2 separate regions of the Sus scrofa genome follow, and region 2 is linked to region 1. Evidence: chromatin contacts called from public HiChIP or PLAC-seq data. All regions are on one chromosome and are shown on one strand. The core of a region is the stretch at or near the end of the contact, and the rest is flanking DNA. Distances in the headings are between cores, read along the strand shown.

The links. HiChIP or PLAC-seq counts read pairs in DNA pulled down with a chosen protein or histone mark.
Region 2: a contact with region 1 is called in an H3K27ac HiChIP or PLAC-seq map of skeletal muscle. The contact joins the promoter of CAPZB here to the enhancer-like site in region 1. A contact is called at or near these places in 1 of 5 promoter capture datasets (liver), 8 of 47 Hi-C or Micro-C datasets (blood, embryonic fibroblasts, liver and 4 more) and 2 of 2 datasets of contacts at active chromatin or transcription factors (alveolar macrophages and skeletal muscle).

Annotation. Positions count from the first base shown.
Region 1 is chr6:77,844,939-77,851,606 of Sscrofa11.1, forward strand. All of the region lies in intron 2 of CAPZB (capping actin protein of muscle Z-line beta subunit), which reads right to left. Among named protein-coding and RNA genes, the nearest start is that of CAPZB, 64 kb to the right of the region's middle. Within about 2 kb of position 2,578, at least 7 of the 83 cell types and tissues checked have an H3K27ac peak or open chromatin away from gene starts, as enhancers often do. A contact at or near this core is called in skeletal muscle, where this site is marked.
Region 2 is chr6:77,909,980-77,916,647 of Sscrofa11.1, forward strand. It overlaps CAPZB (capping actin protein of muscle Z-line beta subunit), which reads right to left and starts at 2,638. Exons shown (of 9, transcript NM_001113444.1): 1 at 2,534-2,638. The coding sequence starts at 2,536.

The sequences.
Region 1 (6,668 bases), core at 1,328-3,827:
CAGTGTACTGACCATCCCTTTATTCCTGCAGGGCAAGAACTTGCTTTTCCTAAAAGTTTTAGATTTGCTTTATTAAATGAAAGAAGACATAGTGACATACTGCTTGTGCCTGGGCGGGATGCTTTGTTAAGGAAAGAGAGAGTGTGAGTGTGTGTGTGTGTGTGTGTGTGCTGGGGGTGGGGGGAAGTCAGCTGAAGAAGTCACCACCTCTGTACAGCTGCTCTGATTGAGCCCACTGGTCCCAACAGCCAGGGCGGGCAGAATCAGGCAGCAGTTTCTTTGCTCGTAAAACTTGGAAGGCGTGTCGTACCAGAAGAGGAAAAGAAAAAATTTAAAGGTCTTTTTTCTAAATTACTTACAAGTTCCATTGTAACTACCCTGCCCTCATCACAAATTTCCTTTATAGCTGCGACTCGGAAGATGGTATGGCCTTGGCAGACCACAGGAGAAAATGGCACACTGTCCTGTTTTCATTTGTAAAACCAGTGACTTGATGGACAATGTGCTGGAGTCAACAGCTGGGTCCAACTCTCCCCCCAGTCACGTATCAGGTAGGGGACTTGCAGGCTCTGGGCTATTCAGTTTCCTCTGTGAAGGGGGATCCTCCCACTCTCTTTTTACAGTGGCTGGGAAGATTAAAGAAGTAATGGATGAAATGTATGAATAATGAGGCTCATATATAATACTATTTGCTCCTGACGTTTGATGGATCTCCACTAAAGCTGTTTATTTTCCTGTGTCACTCACTGAGAAAAGTTTGATGAAGAATGAAAAGAGAGTCAAATTCTAAATCTGAGACCAAACAAAAAATAATTTCTATTGGAACTTTATGAAAAATAACAGAAGCTTACTACTGAATCGCTGCCACTAAAGGGGATGGGAGACAACTAACTTCAAATTACTTAGCTCTGGAGAATGTCAAGCCCACAGACAAAGTGGGTAATCCATGGCGACTGCTCGAGAATGGTCAGGAGCAGCGGACATATCATTACAGTTTCCTGGAGCAAAGTCTCCCTTGCTCTCCAAGGAGCACGCACACACCAAAGAAAGCAAATGACTGGGTACTTTTCTCCTCCATTCATTTGGTTTCAAGTTTTTATCGTCCGGATGGCACGTTCAGGAGGCACTTCATTTGGATCAATGAGGGGCTACTGCTCCGCATGTAACAGAATGCAGCAGAATTTCAAATAATTTCTGGCCACAGCCATGGGTGGGGGCTCCCCTGGAAGCCCCATTTCCTCTTTCTAAGCAATCATGTCATTTCTAATTTAGAAGAGCTGCCCAGCTGCCACCTTGACATAAATCACCATTAGGTGGCGGAGTCCTCGCTTCAACAACACGCTGGGGTCGCAAAAGGCCACCTCCCTCTGGAGAGGAGCCCTGGGTGGGGAACAGAGGGCCGCCAGCACCTCGAGTCCCGGGTCCACTGTCTCACTCCGCCTGGCTCTAGCCACTGCAGCTGCAGTCCATTCAAAGAGCAAAACGCCTGCATGAAAAGGCTCACCACAACTTTCCAAGGAATGGAGTTCATTAAAATCCTGCCGGAGGCCCTTGGCTGAAATGCTTTTTCCCCTTGTAAAACGGGAACTGCAGCACCGTCTCCTATAGGAAAGCTCGGGATAAGCTCAGAAACATCAGTACGACAGACCGTGCAGGGATCCCTGCATAATTACCGATTATTCCATCCATTCCTCTAGGCCGGCTCAAGACACCCTTCGGCCTAGGGCCCCAAAACCAACCCAAGAGTGGAGGCCGAGGGTCCCCACCTCTAACAGAAACCCACAGGGAACTGGCCCAGGTCCCAGCGAACCAATGGGGTCCAGCACAGGCACCCCCGCGCCAGGCGGGGCAACAGAGCCCCCTGCCCTCAGCTCCAGAGGGCTGTCAGCAGGGAAACTAGATGCTGTGAGGAGGCCCCATCCCAAACCCAGCTGAGCATCTCCAGACAAGGACCCAGAGCACCAGCGGGGCGGGGGGGGGGGGCTCCTTCCCGGGGCAGCAGCTTGACTTAAGGCTGAAGGTGCAGAAAGCATGGTTTTTATGTTAAAACATCTTGCATGTGGGCACGCTGTGAAGTGCAAGGCAACATTCTGCAAAGACAAAACATAAAATTTCCACTAGAGGCAGGCACTTTTCGCTTTGCTCTCAAAACTCCAAAGATACGTATTTGCTCTCCTCAGGAATACTTTGGGAAAAGAATCTGAGAAACACTAAGAGGCCGGGTGAAGGGCGGCCAGCAAGGAGGCAGGAGACAGCTAAACCGCCACTTCGACTCAAAAGTAAAGACAAATAACCAGGCCTGCTGTGATCTGGAAGAGAACAACAGTGTGCAGAGCTGGCACGGCCGAGCCTTCGTCTTCCTTGCCTGAGCTCCCCACTGAGCCCCAGCTCTGTGGAGTGAGGCCTCCGCTGTGCACCCCGGCATGGCCCCCAGGACGGTGTCTGGCACACAGCAAGGGTAAACACTCAGAGGAAGAGTAACTCAGGTTTGCCAGTCTCGACAGTTGTCCTCAGAGCTGATGATGGTCTAGACCAAAGGGCTGAGAGAATCCAGCCCGGTCACTCTGGACACGGACCAAGCTGCAGGGTCCCTGCATTTGCTTCCCGCAGGAGCCAAGGCTGCCTCCTCCCGGGCTGAGCGCTGGAGGTGCTCAGTAAATGCTGACGGAATCCACCAGCTTTTCACCTCCTCAGGCTAACGTCTCTTTAGAAAGAAGACACTGTAAAATTGTCTCTGAAATAAAGGAGGAAAACATGCTGGTCCGAGACGGTTTTAAATGGTGATGATAAAGGGAAAACAAGGCATGGTCCCTCCTGAACACAGACGAAGCAGATCGTTTCTGGCGATAAGGTCCCCAAGGACAGTGGCGACGTCTGGGTTCCAGGGCCAGCACACCTCATCCCCTGGGGACAGGCGTGAGTGTGATGCTTTACTCCACACAGCTATCCCCAGGGAAAGCACTGCCAGATTTCAGGGGTGCAACTATCGGAGACTGAAAACTCCCGATGCTTAGCAGAAATGACTGTCAAAACATTAGCCTTTATCTCAACCACGAAGGCGTGTGAGCTTGGCTCCACCAGCCACGTCACGGAGAGCAAGGCCTTGGCCTCGCAAGCCGGAGGTCTCCACGCGCTGGTTCAGGGCCCCAGCCAAGGAGCCTGTGCTCTCCAGCCTTCTCATCGGTCCGCGGCAACCTCCCTGCAGACCTCGCACTACCTACAGGTGGACAATTTCTGCCAGCTGTTCAAAGTATAGGTACTGCTGAGGCTGGCCCTTTCTATTTCTGGAGGGCAACGCTGGCTGCTAAAAAGAAATATGCTGAAATGAAAACCGATCAGGTTCTCAACTCCCTGGTCAGAGGGCCTCGGGATGGGTCTTCCACCGCTAACTCACAGGCCGGGTGCCACAGCCTGGTGTGCTCCCAGCTCTGAAGCCTCCCCCTCGCTTGAGTAAAGTTGGGGACACCCACCGAGTCTGACCTCAGGGTGACTCTAAGCAAAGGAAGGAGAAGAAATTTAAAGATGAAGTGATCGATGTTTGCAAGTGAAGTTTTTTCGGCCTGGTTAAACGGATTTAGGGCTATTTTTGGTTTGTTCTTAAAAAGGCAAAGGACGGATGGCCTGCTGGGTGCCAATCTGCAGAAACAAACTCCTTCCTCAGCTCAGGGCTCAAAATACACCTCAGCTGAGACGTTTCAGCTCTTGCTGCCAGTGTGTAGAGTAAAGCCATAGAAGGTCAATGTTTAGAAGCCAAGGGAGCATCTTAACATCACATGATTCTTGGCCCACATGGACCTGCAGGTATTTCTGAAACAGCTTAACAACGGATTTCAGCTGGCTTCACTCCAGTACAATGGGATTAATATGTAATAAAATGATGTCCTGGCCATCCGCAAAGGCAGATCATTCCCCGCCAATCAGAGCATGCGTCATAGTCGCAAGGCAGCAAGAGCTCTGATGGTGGGAAGAAAAAAGAAAACCAATGTGGCTTGATAAACTGGGCTGCCTCGGCCTCTACCTGCCAAGCATACACCACACTTTAGTTCTACGCTGTCATCGGACCGCTGGTGGATGGATAAACTCCCCCAAGCCTCTGGCTCCCACATCTATGCGAGGCCACTCCCTTCACAGGGAAGGACGGCAAATCCTAACATTCTCGTCAGTCTTAGAACTGGAGGCTTTTCTTGAAAATCACCACCTCCCGCCCAGCATGACCTAAGGCAGGTGAGTGCAGGGGGGATATGACTGCATGTGCTCGGGGCCAGCGCACTAGCTGCTTTGAAAACGGCTAAGGGACCCCTGATTACAAAAAGCAAAGGCCCGGATGCCCTGCTTCTCCACGAACCCATAACGTGGGGTGTCTTCTAAAATAACAGCTTTGGGGAAAAACTAAAAACTACAAATGAACTTCAGAGCCACAGCAGTACACTCGGCCTGGACCGAATCTTAGGAGAATAAAAGATTTCTGCAAATCCCGTTTAAATAAAAAACAAACAAAAAACAAAAACAGAACCAAACAAAAACCTGTCGTCCCCGGGGAAAACGAAGAAAAACAGCAGGACATGAAAGAAAAACATTCAAAGAAGTAATTTTCAGAACTACAAAACCAGCACAAATGCTCCGGGTAGATCACAGCGCACAGCTAGGGCCTGGAAGCAAGCGAGACCGGTCATCAGGGAGGGGCTTCTGAGGCCTGGCAATACAGTTCTAATGAGGCATGCCTTACCAGACCCTAATTCGTTGAAAAGTCATGCTCCATTTCCATCCTGACACTCACCATACTTCAAATTAGAAAATTAATGAGAATACCAATTCCCCAGGCCATTCTGGATGATGGGAATCTACCATAGCCCCTTGTTCAGCCTTTGGAGGTAGATGGGGCCCCAGGCTGCCCCCGCCCCCAACCAACCAGGCGAGGGGAAGTCGGTGCTTCTGCAGCCTCCCCAGGCGGCAGCAGACAAAGCAAACTGCACATCCCAAGTGGCCAGGCTCTAGGAAGGCGATGTCTTTCTCAAGTCTTTGGTTTTCTTTTTCTTTAATTATGTGAATGTTAAATTATTTCCCATAATATATCTGTGCTTTAATATTTTATATCAGGAATGAGTTAAATTACTTAACACTTTTCCCCTAAGCAGGTCAGACAGACACAGCAGCAAAATGTACCGTTTAATCTATGGTTCTGAGTAGAAGGGACCGGGACCCAAAGGTACCCAGCAGTTATCCCAGGAGGAGGAGTGGGGCTGCCGGTGCTGCTCGGTGAGCACAGCCCTGCCCTGCGGCGTTTTCCCCAGGGTCTTTGCTGGAGGCTGGTAGTGTGGGGTGGAAACGACGAGAGGATAATCAACACGAGCAGCAGAGTCCAGCTCAGTCCCGGAACAGAGCAGGTATTCAACAAACGTCAGCTGGTGACCCCACAACCCACATCTGCCTCCAGCCCCTCTCCAGCCACAGGCTACAGATGATGAAAGTTAAAGTGGGCAAACAGCGCACTGTGACAGTCGTCATTGGGATGCCACACACTGCACGTCACCTATCAGGCACAGACAGTGTGGTACGTCAACCCGGGTCGGAGTGCCCCTTGCAAACTAAACCCTCGGGCTGATCTTTCTACCCGATATTATCAGCCAGAGTGAAAGACGGCTCTTGACATCTCTTTCATTCACCATCAGTGCTGCAGTTCCCCTGTTGAGCCCAAGTAAAACGGGCACACAGAGCCAGGGAACCAGCTGACCAGGTCTCCACGAGAGTGACGCACACAACTCCGCACTAAGGAGTGGCAAGGGAATCACAGCGAAATCACACCGCTCTAGTCAAACTCCAGCTGCCACACGAACAAAATAGCCTGTTAAACACCAAGAAGACTCTACTGAGAAAAATTTGCGCATCATTTCTTACTTCTATGTTTGGTCTATTTCTCTTTTTTTTTTCTCTGGCTGGGCCTGCGGCGTGGCATGCAGAGTTCCTGAGCCAGGGATTGAACCTGCACCAGTGGCGACACCACCAGATCCTTAACTGCTAGGCCACCAGGGAACTCCACAATCTTTTCCTAAAATGCACTAAAAACTAAGTGGGCAAACTAAATTTAAACACAGCCAGGCACACTGTCAGATGCAGTGGACAAGAAACAGCAGCCTCTGCAGCTGCCTAGATTAGGGACCTGACCCTACCCTTGGCTCTGCCCCACCCCTCCCACATATGATCAATCAAAACTCTGTGACCGGAGTTCCCGTCATGGCGCAGTGGTTAACGAATCCGACTAGGAACCATGAGGTTGCAGGTTTGGTCCCTGTCCTTGCTCAGTGGGTTAAGGATCTGGCGTTGCCGTGAGCTGTGGTGTAGGTTGCAGACGCGGCTCGGATCCCAAGTTGCTGCGGCTCTGGCGTAGGCCAGTGGCTACAGCTCCAATTCGACCCCTAGCCTGGGAACCTCCATATGCCGTGGGAGCGGCCCAAAGAAATAGCAAAAAAAAAAAACTCTGTGACCAAGACAAACAAGGCACACAGCACTTCCAAGGCCGCATCCTGACTGCTGGGAGGGGAATGAGGCCATGCGAGCAGATTGCTTGGCACCGACCTGCTGCATACAAAGCCCGGGATGTGGGTTGGTGCTGACGACTGCACTTCAAATCCAAGCCCTCCTGCTGACTCTCAGGAACACCTCCTACCTGG
Region 2 (6,668 bases), core at 1,388-3,887, 65 kb after region 1:
AAAGTCAGTAAGTGCTGCTCTCTTGCCATCTCTGAGCACCTATCATCATGTTTTCTACAGTGTCCTTCACATCCTCAACACAAAAGCAGCCTGGGACAATGGAAGGGACACAGCTTAGAGCCCGCCAGATGTGCTTCCATCAATGGAGCACATCTTGAGTATGGTACCCCATACCCGGAGCCTCAGCTTCTTCACCTGTAAAATGGGGACAGCAACTATCTCAAGTTTTAGTGGGCATAGGCCTCGTGGCGCAGTGTTAACGATCCGATAGAACATGCGTGCGGTTCGATCCTGCCTGTCAGTTAACATCGGCGTGCCGGAGCTGTGGTAGGGCAGACGGCCGACCGAGTGCTGTGGCTCTGGCTAGCTGCAGCTACACTCCATAGACACAAACTCAAGCCAGAAAAAAAAAAAAAAAAAAAAAAAAAAAAAAACAACACATCAAGAAATGTTTGCCTTTTTCCTCCACCCTTTCCATAGTACTTTCAGACTGTCCAAATCAGACCAAAATACAGGACTCTTGAGAAGCCTCATGTATCATATCCCTCCTGGGCATAAACAGGCATTTTCTCATCCCATTTGGAGACTCAAGCACTCAGAGACGTGGCAAGAGGCTCCTCCCCCACCACCAGCCCTCCTATGATGCCAGAAATGCCGCCTCCAGCAGCCCCACCTGGCCACCCAACCATCCTCTCCTGCTTTTGCCCCGACAGCAAATCTATACTCTGCTTTTCAAGTCCTCACCCAAAACTGTCCTGGAGAAGTCCTTCCCCATCCAGGCCTGGGGCTGGGCCACTTCTCATGTGGCCAATTCTCTGCTGATGCTATCAGAGAAGCCCAATTACAGCGGGCACGTTTTAAATCAACGTACAGGAAAGCATTAAGAAAAAACTCAGGCACTCTGAATTAGTCACCCTAGTTCAGCAGCAACAGCCCTTCCTTAAACAAGGAACTGAGAGCCTCAAAACCCTTTGGGGCCCAAAGTCCACATGTAAACATCTGCCTGCACCCGGCAGGAGCAGGTGGCTGGCCTGAGTCTCAGTCCACTCTCCAAAGGCTCCTTGGCCACGTGAGGGAGAAGCCCTCTGGCCCTTCCAACCTGGGCGCTGGGCCTGCCCTGCAGAAGGTTCCAAAGCGAAGGGAGGGTAGAGGGCTCACGTGTCAGGGTCTAGGTGAAACCTCTGGCCAGTCGGAGCGCCCCCAGAGCACCTGCCCTCATTACCAAAACAAACAGCACAGGCCGAGCGAACTCTCTCCCTCGGAGTCTGGCTCACCTGATCCGTGGCACCTCCATAATCAGCAGTTCCAACCCTCACGAGCTGACAGTTGAGGGGGAAAGGGAGGCTGCGCCTGCTAGGGTGCATCGTGTCCGGGCCGTCTGGTGGCCTCAGAGCCCGGGGGCCCCCAAGGGCGGCAGCCTCACAAGGGCGATTGTGCGTTCATCCCTGTGCCGCCGGCTCCCCCACCCACATCCCTTCGCACCCGCTCACGCCCCATCGCCCTGGACCCTGGTCGTCCGGCCGGACGCTCCGCCAGTACCGCACCCCGCGGCACCGAGGCGGCGGCCAGGGGAAGGGCCCGAAGAGCGCCCCGCTGCCTTCCGGGCACACGGATGCCCGCCCTGCCCTCGCTCGCTCCCAGGAGGCCTCCCAGAAAAGGGGCACCCCTCCAACCTGATACGGCACAGCCCCGGGACCCCCATCCCCACCCGAGCTGGAGAGCCGCTCTCGCTTCCCAGTGGTAGCAAAGAAGGTTCGCCCCAGGTAGAGGCGAGGGGACCACCTGGGTAGGGAGCAGGGCCCAGGAGGGAGGGTAAAGCCCAGGAGAGAGCGGGGCTGACGCAAGCTACGCCAAGAGTGGTGAGAAGTCCGGAGAAGAGAATCGGGGCGGGGGACGGGGGACGGTGTGACGTCCAGGCCGGGGCCAGGGGTGGAAAAGAGGGGTCCAGACTTAAACCACGGCGGGAAGAGAAGATTTAGGCTGAAGTCATGCAGGAGAGAGGAACCAATGTGGGCTGAGGCCACTGGAGGACGGGTTAACGGGGGTCTGGACTGAGGTCACCGAGAAGAGGGGAGGTAGGGGACAGAGGCCTAGCCAGGGCTATGGGAGGAAATAAAGACGGCCTAGCTTGGGCCGTAGGGACGGGGGATGGGGACCTGGCCTGGGCCAAGAGGAGAAAGAAGGACCACGCCTGGGTCCTTGTAGGGGGTGCCTGGCCTGGACCACGGGTCCAGGAGGGTCTACCCTGGGCCATGGGGGAGATTAGCCTACACCCAGCGGTGGAGTATGAGACGCTAGCTTGAGCCAACAGCGGGGGCTAGGAGCAAGAGGCAGAGTCGCTGCACACCTAAGCCGCCCAGGCCGGTGGCCCCTTCTGGAGCGGATGAGGATGGTGTCTACCTGGGCTCCGGGACCTCGCCCCTCCCCCACCCGGTGAACCCACCCTTCCCGGGCCGGGGGTGGGCGGGAGGAGGGGGACGCGAGCTCCAGTGGGGCTCCCAGGCCTGGGGGAAGGGGAGCGTCGGGCCTTTACCATGGTGGCGGCGGCGGCGGCGGTCCCGTCCCGGCGTCTGTGGCTCTCCCCCCCGCAGCAGGGCCCGGCGCTTCCACTTCCCCGGGTGCCCAGGAGTGAACATCCGGGTCAGCGCCCCCCTCCCCCCGCGCCGGGCCGCCGCCACCTTCCTTCCCCGCCCCGGCCCAGCCTGGGCCCGCCCCCCACGCAGCCGGCTCTCGGCCAATGAGCGCGCAGGGCCGCGGCGATCGCCAAGTATGGAGCTCGGCGAGGGGGAGGAGCAGAGAACGGGGAAGTGAGGGGCGGGGCTTGCGAGCGGGGCGGGGCGCAGCGGTCGGCGGGACGGGTGGGCGGGTCCGGGGGTCCTGGGGAGGGTACTCACTGCAGCTCCGGCCCCGAGCGGCCTTCTGCGTGTAGCCAGATCCAACCCGGGTCCTGTGGGTGCAGCTGCGGGTGGTGGCAGAGGGACGGTGCCCGCAGGCCTCCGGGCGAGGATGCGGAAGGCACTGGGGCTGGGAGGGGTCAGTCCCTCCCCGCCCCACCCAGTGCACGCGCTTGCTCCTGCGGCGGACCCGGAACTGGTGCGGCCCGCGGAGCCAGCCCTTCCCTGAGAGAGCGTAGTGAGCGAACCTCAGATGGAATCCCAGCACTGCCGCTTGTTCCGTGTGGGACCTGGAGCAAGTCACTGCACTTGAGCCGGATCTCTAAAAAATCAGCCTCAGGTCACACCAGTCACTGAGCACCGGCCGTACGTATACAGGCCGGTATACCAGGTGACATGTAAAGATGCTCTCACAACTACCTGCTGCAGGAATGATATTAGGACGACACAGTAGAAATTAGAAAACCCGGCCCAATAAATGTTACATGTTGAGGGTATTTTTAGATGTGCTGCAGAGAACCCACCCATTTGCCCAGTAGGGCTACCTCATTCCACGGTGACTCAGAAATTCTTTTTTTTCTCTCTCTCTCCTTCTTCATTCAACAAATATTTATTAGGCCTGGTCTAGAAGGCAGGAGACCTGGGACGCTAGCCCTGCTAATAATAACTGCCTTCCCTAGCTTGCTCTCTCTTTTGTGAGATTTAAATCAGGCCCCTATGAGAGGACTAAGTGTAAAGTGTTGCACGAAGGACAGAAATGAGGACCACAAACCAGGCTGTGACCCAGACCCCCATCCTCAGGTAACTCATAGTGGAGGAACAGCTGCCACTGGCATAAAAGTAGTTCAGCTAAGTCCCACAAGAGTGATACAGACCTGTATTACAGGAATTCAGAGAAAGGGCGTGGCACTTTGGAATTTTCACTTGGTGTAAGTATTTATTGAGCATCTACCCTGTAAGGAGCACTGCTCTGGGCTCTAAGTTTAGAGCAATGAACAGGACAGTCCATGTTGTTGCAGAGCTTGGACCAGGGGAAGGGGAGACAATCAGCTACTAAATAGATACAGTGTCAGGTGGTGATTAGAGATGTGGAGGAAAATCAGAGGGAGGCAGGCAGATGAACAAAGTGGGGCCAGAGGAGGCCTGATTTAGAAAGTAACACTTGATCAGAGGGAGGCACAAGGAACAGCAAGGGAAAAGAGCTCATGGGGACAGGCCCTGGGGTGTTCATGGCCCAAGGAGGCTGAGGTGGCTAGCCCAGAGCCAAGGCAGCTGAGGTCAGAGAGGTGCAGCGCAGGGACCAGATCTGGCCTGGCCTTTGCAAGGATCCGGAGGCTGCTGTGTTCTGAATGGACTGTAGGGGGACTAGGGCTATTAGAAAGCCATTTCTGTATCGAAGGCATTTTTTATTTATTTAAAAACACTTCTGTGGAACTTCCTATGTGATGCTGTTAAGCACTTTGCAAATAATAACTCATTTAATCTTCATAACAAAGGCCTGAGGAGGTAAATGCAAGGGAGATGCAAATGCTTCGTGGGCATGAGAAGAGGAAAGGAGTCAGGATGATGCTAAGATTTTTAGCTTGATTAACACCAGAAGGATTTGCCATTTATTCATCTGTGGAAGGCTGTGGGAGGAACAGGGGTTTGGGGGGGGTTGGGGGGTGCTGTTAAGAGTCAGTTTGGGGCTAGTGATGTTTGAGATGCCTTTTGGAGGTTTAAATAGAGATGTCAAATAATCAGATAGGAAAGTTCGAAGTTGGTGATACGTTTTTGAGAACTGTTAGCTGATGATAGTTTGAGGTGCTTAAAAGCATCAGACACCTAGATGAGCTCACTTAGGAGGCTAGTGGAGAGAGAAGTGGTCAAGAAGAGAAAGAGGAACCAGCAAGGAGCCTGAGAAAGAGGGACCTGGGAGGCGGGAAGAAGACTACGAGAAGGTGGTGTCCCTCCTGGAAGCTAAGGAATAAAGGCATGAAGGAAAGTTTTGCGAAAGAAGCGACATTTGCAGTGTTTACTTGATGGAAATAAGATCAAAGGAAGCCATGCCATTCAAAACGCATTACCAGAGTTCCCATCATGGCTCAGCGGAAACGAATCCAACCAATATCCATGAGGACACAGGTTCGATCCTTGGCCCTGCTCAGTGGGTTAAGGATCCTGCGTTGCCGCAAGCTGTGGTGTAGGTCACAGAGGCAGCTCAGGTATGGCACCGCCAGCGGCTACAGCTCTGATTCCACCCCTAGCCTGGGAACCTCCATATGCCACAGGTGAAGCCCTAAAAAGCAGGAAAAAAAAAAAAAAGATTAGTATCCAAAATGCATTACCGGTATTATTTCATCCTCATTAAAGCGTTATGAGGACAGTGCTATCCCATTTTACAAGTGAGGGAACAGAGGCACAGAGAGGTTAAGTCACTTACCAGAAATCACATTGCTAATGATTGCAAAGCCAGACATTCTGGAACCAGAGCTTACACTCATACCCCAGGTCTGATCATGTTGCCCCCTGCTCAAAAATCTTTGACAGTTAAGTTACCTCATAAGAAGAGCGCTCAGGATCCAACCCAGAACTCAGGAACAGGCTACTTAATCTTTCCCATGGGGCCCCATTTCTGCTGCTTTGACTCATCTGCTGCGTTCTTTTTTTTCCATACATACCCCTGGCAAGCAGAAGTTCCCGGGCCAGGGATCGAACCTGTGCCACACCAGTGACAACATCGTATCCTTAACCCACTCCACCACCAGGGAACTCCTCGTCTACTACATTCTTGACTGTCTGGCATCCTTGGCTTGTTTATAGCCCTATGCCCTCAACATTTCAGCCTGCATGGGGTTCATCCTGGTGAGCTTTGTCCCTCCTTTATTCTCTGCATCAGCTTATTCTATGAACTGGAAGATTTCTTTTTTGTGTTCCACAGTTCAGATCCCAAGATAGAGCTACAACACTTAGCTCGTTTCATCTTTTAATGATTACTGTCCACTAGACATGTCACTGGCCAGCCCACACACTGGCTGCCCACAGGTCAGATCCCACCCTTTAATGAGTCACTGTTGCTGTGAGCGTGCGGACAGGTGGCATTAAACATAGCTGCCTTTGGAGTTCCCGCCCTGGCCTATCAGAAACCCATCCGACTAGGAACCATGAGGTTGCAGGTTCAATCCTTGGCCTCACTCAGTGGGTTAAGGAGCTGGTGTTGCTGTGAGCTGTGGTGTAGGTCGCAGACGAGGCTCGGATCCTGAGTTGCTGTGGCTCTGGCGTAGGCCGGCGGCTACAGCTCCGATTAGACCCCTAGCCTGGGAACCTCCATGTGCTGCAGGTGCAGCCCTAAAAAGACAAAAGCAAAAACAAAAAAACATAGCTGCCTTTGAGGGGCTGTAGGTAGGAAGCAAATACTATTAATATTTCTAGTACTGTTTCTTCTTTCCTCTTTCAAACACCCCATCTTCTTGAAGTTCCACTATCATATTTTCCCACCTGGCACGCCTCCTTTTTTTTCTCATGCACTGACCTCTGCTTCCCCTCCTGCACCTCTGTGACTTCACATCCATAAGCATAATCCCTGAGAAATCTTTTTTTAAAAATTGAAATACAGTAGATTTATAATATTGCATTTGTTTCTGCTGTATAGCAAAGTGATTTAGTTATACATACATATATTCTTTTTCATTTTCTTTTTCATTATAGGTTATTATCAGATATTGAATATCATTCCCTGCATTATACAGTAGGACCTTGTTGTATATCTATTTTATATGTCGTAGTTTGTATCTG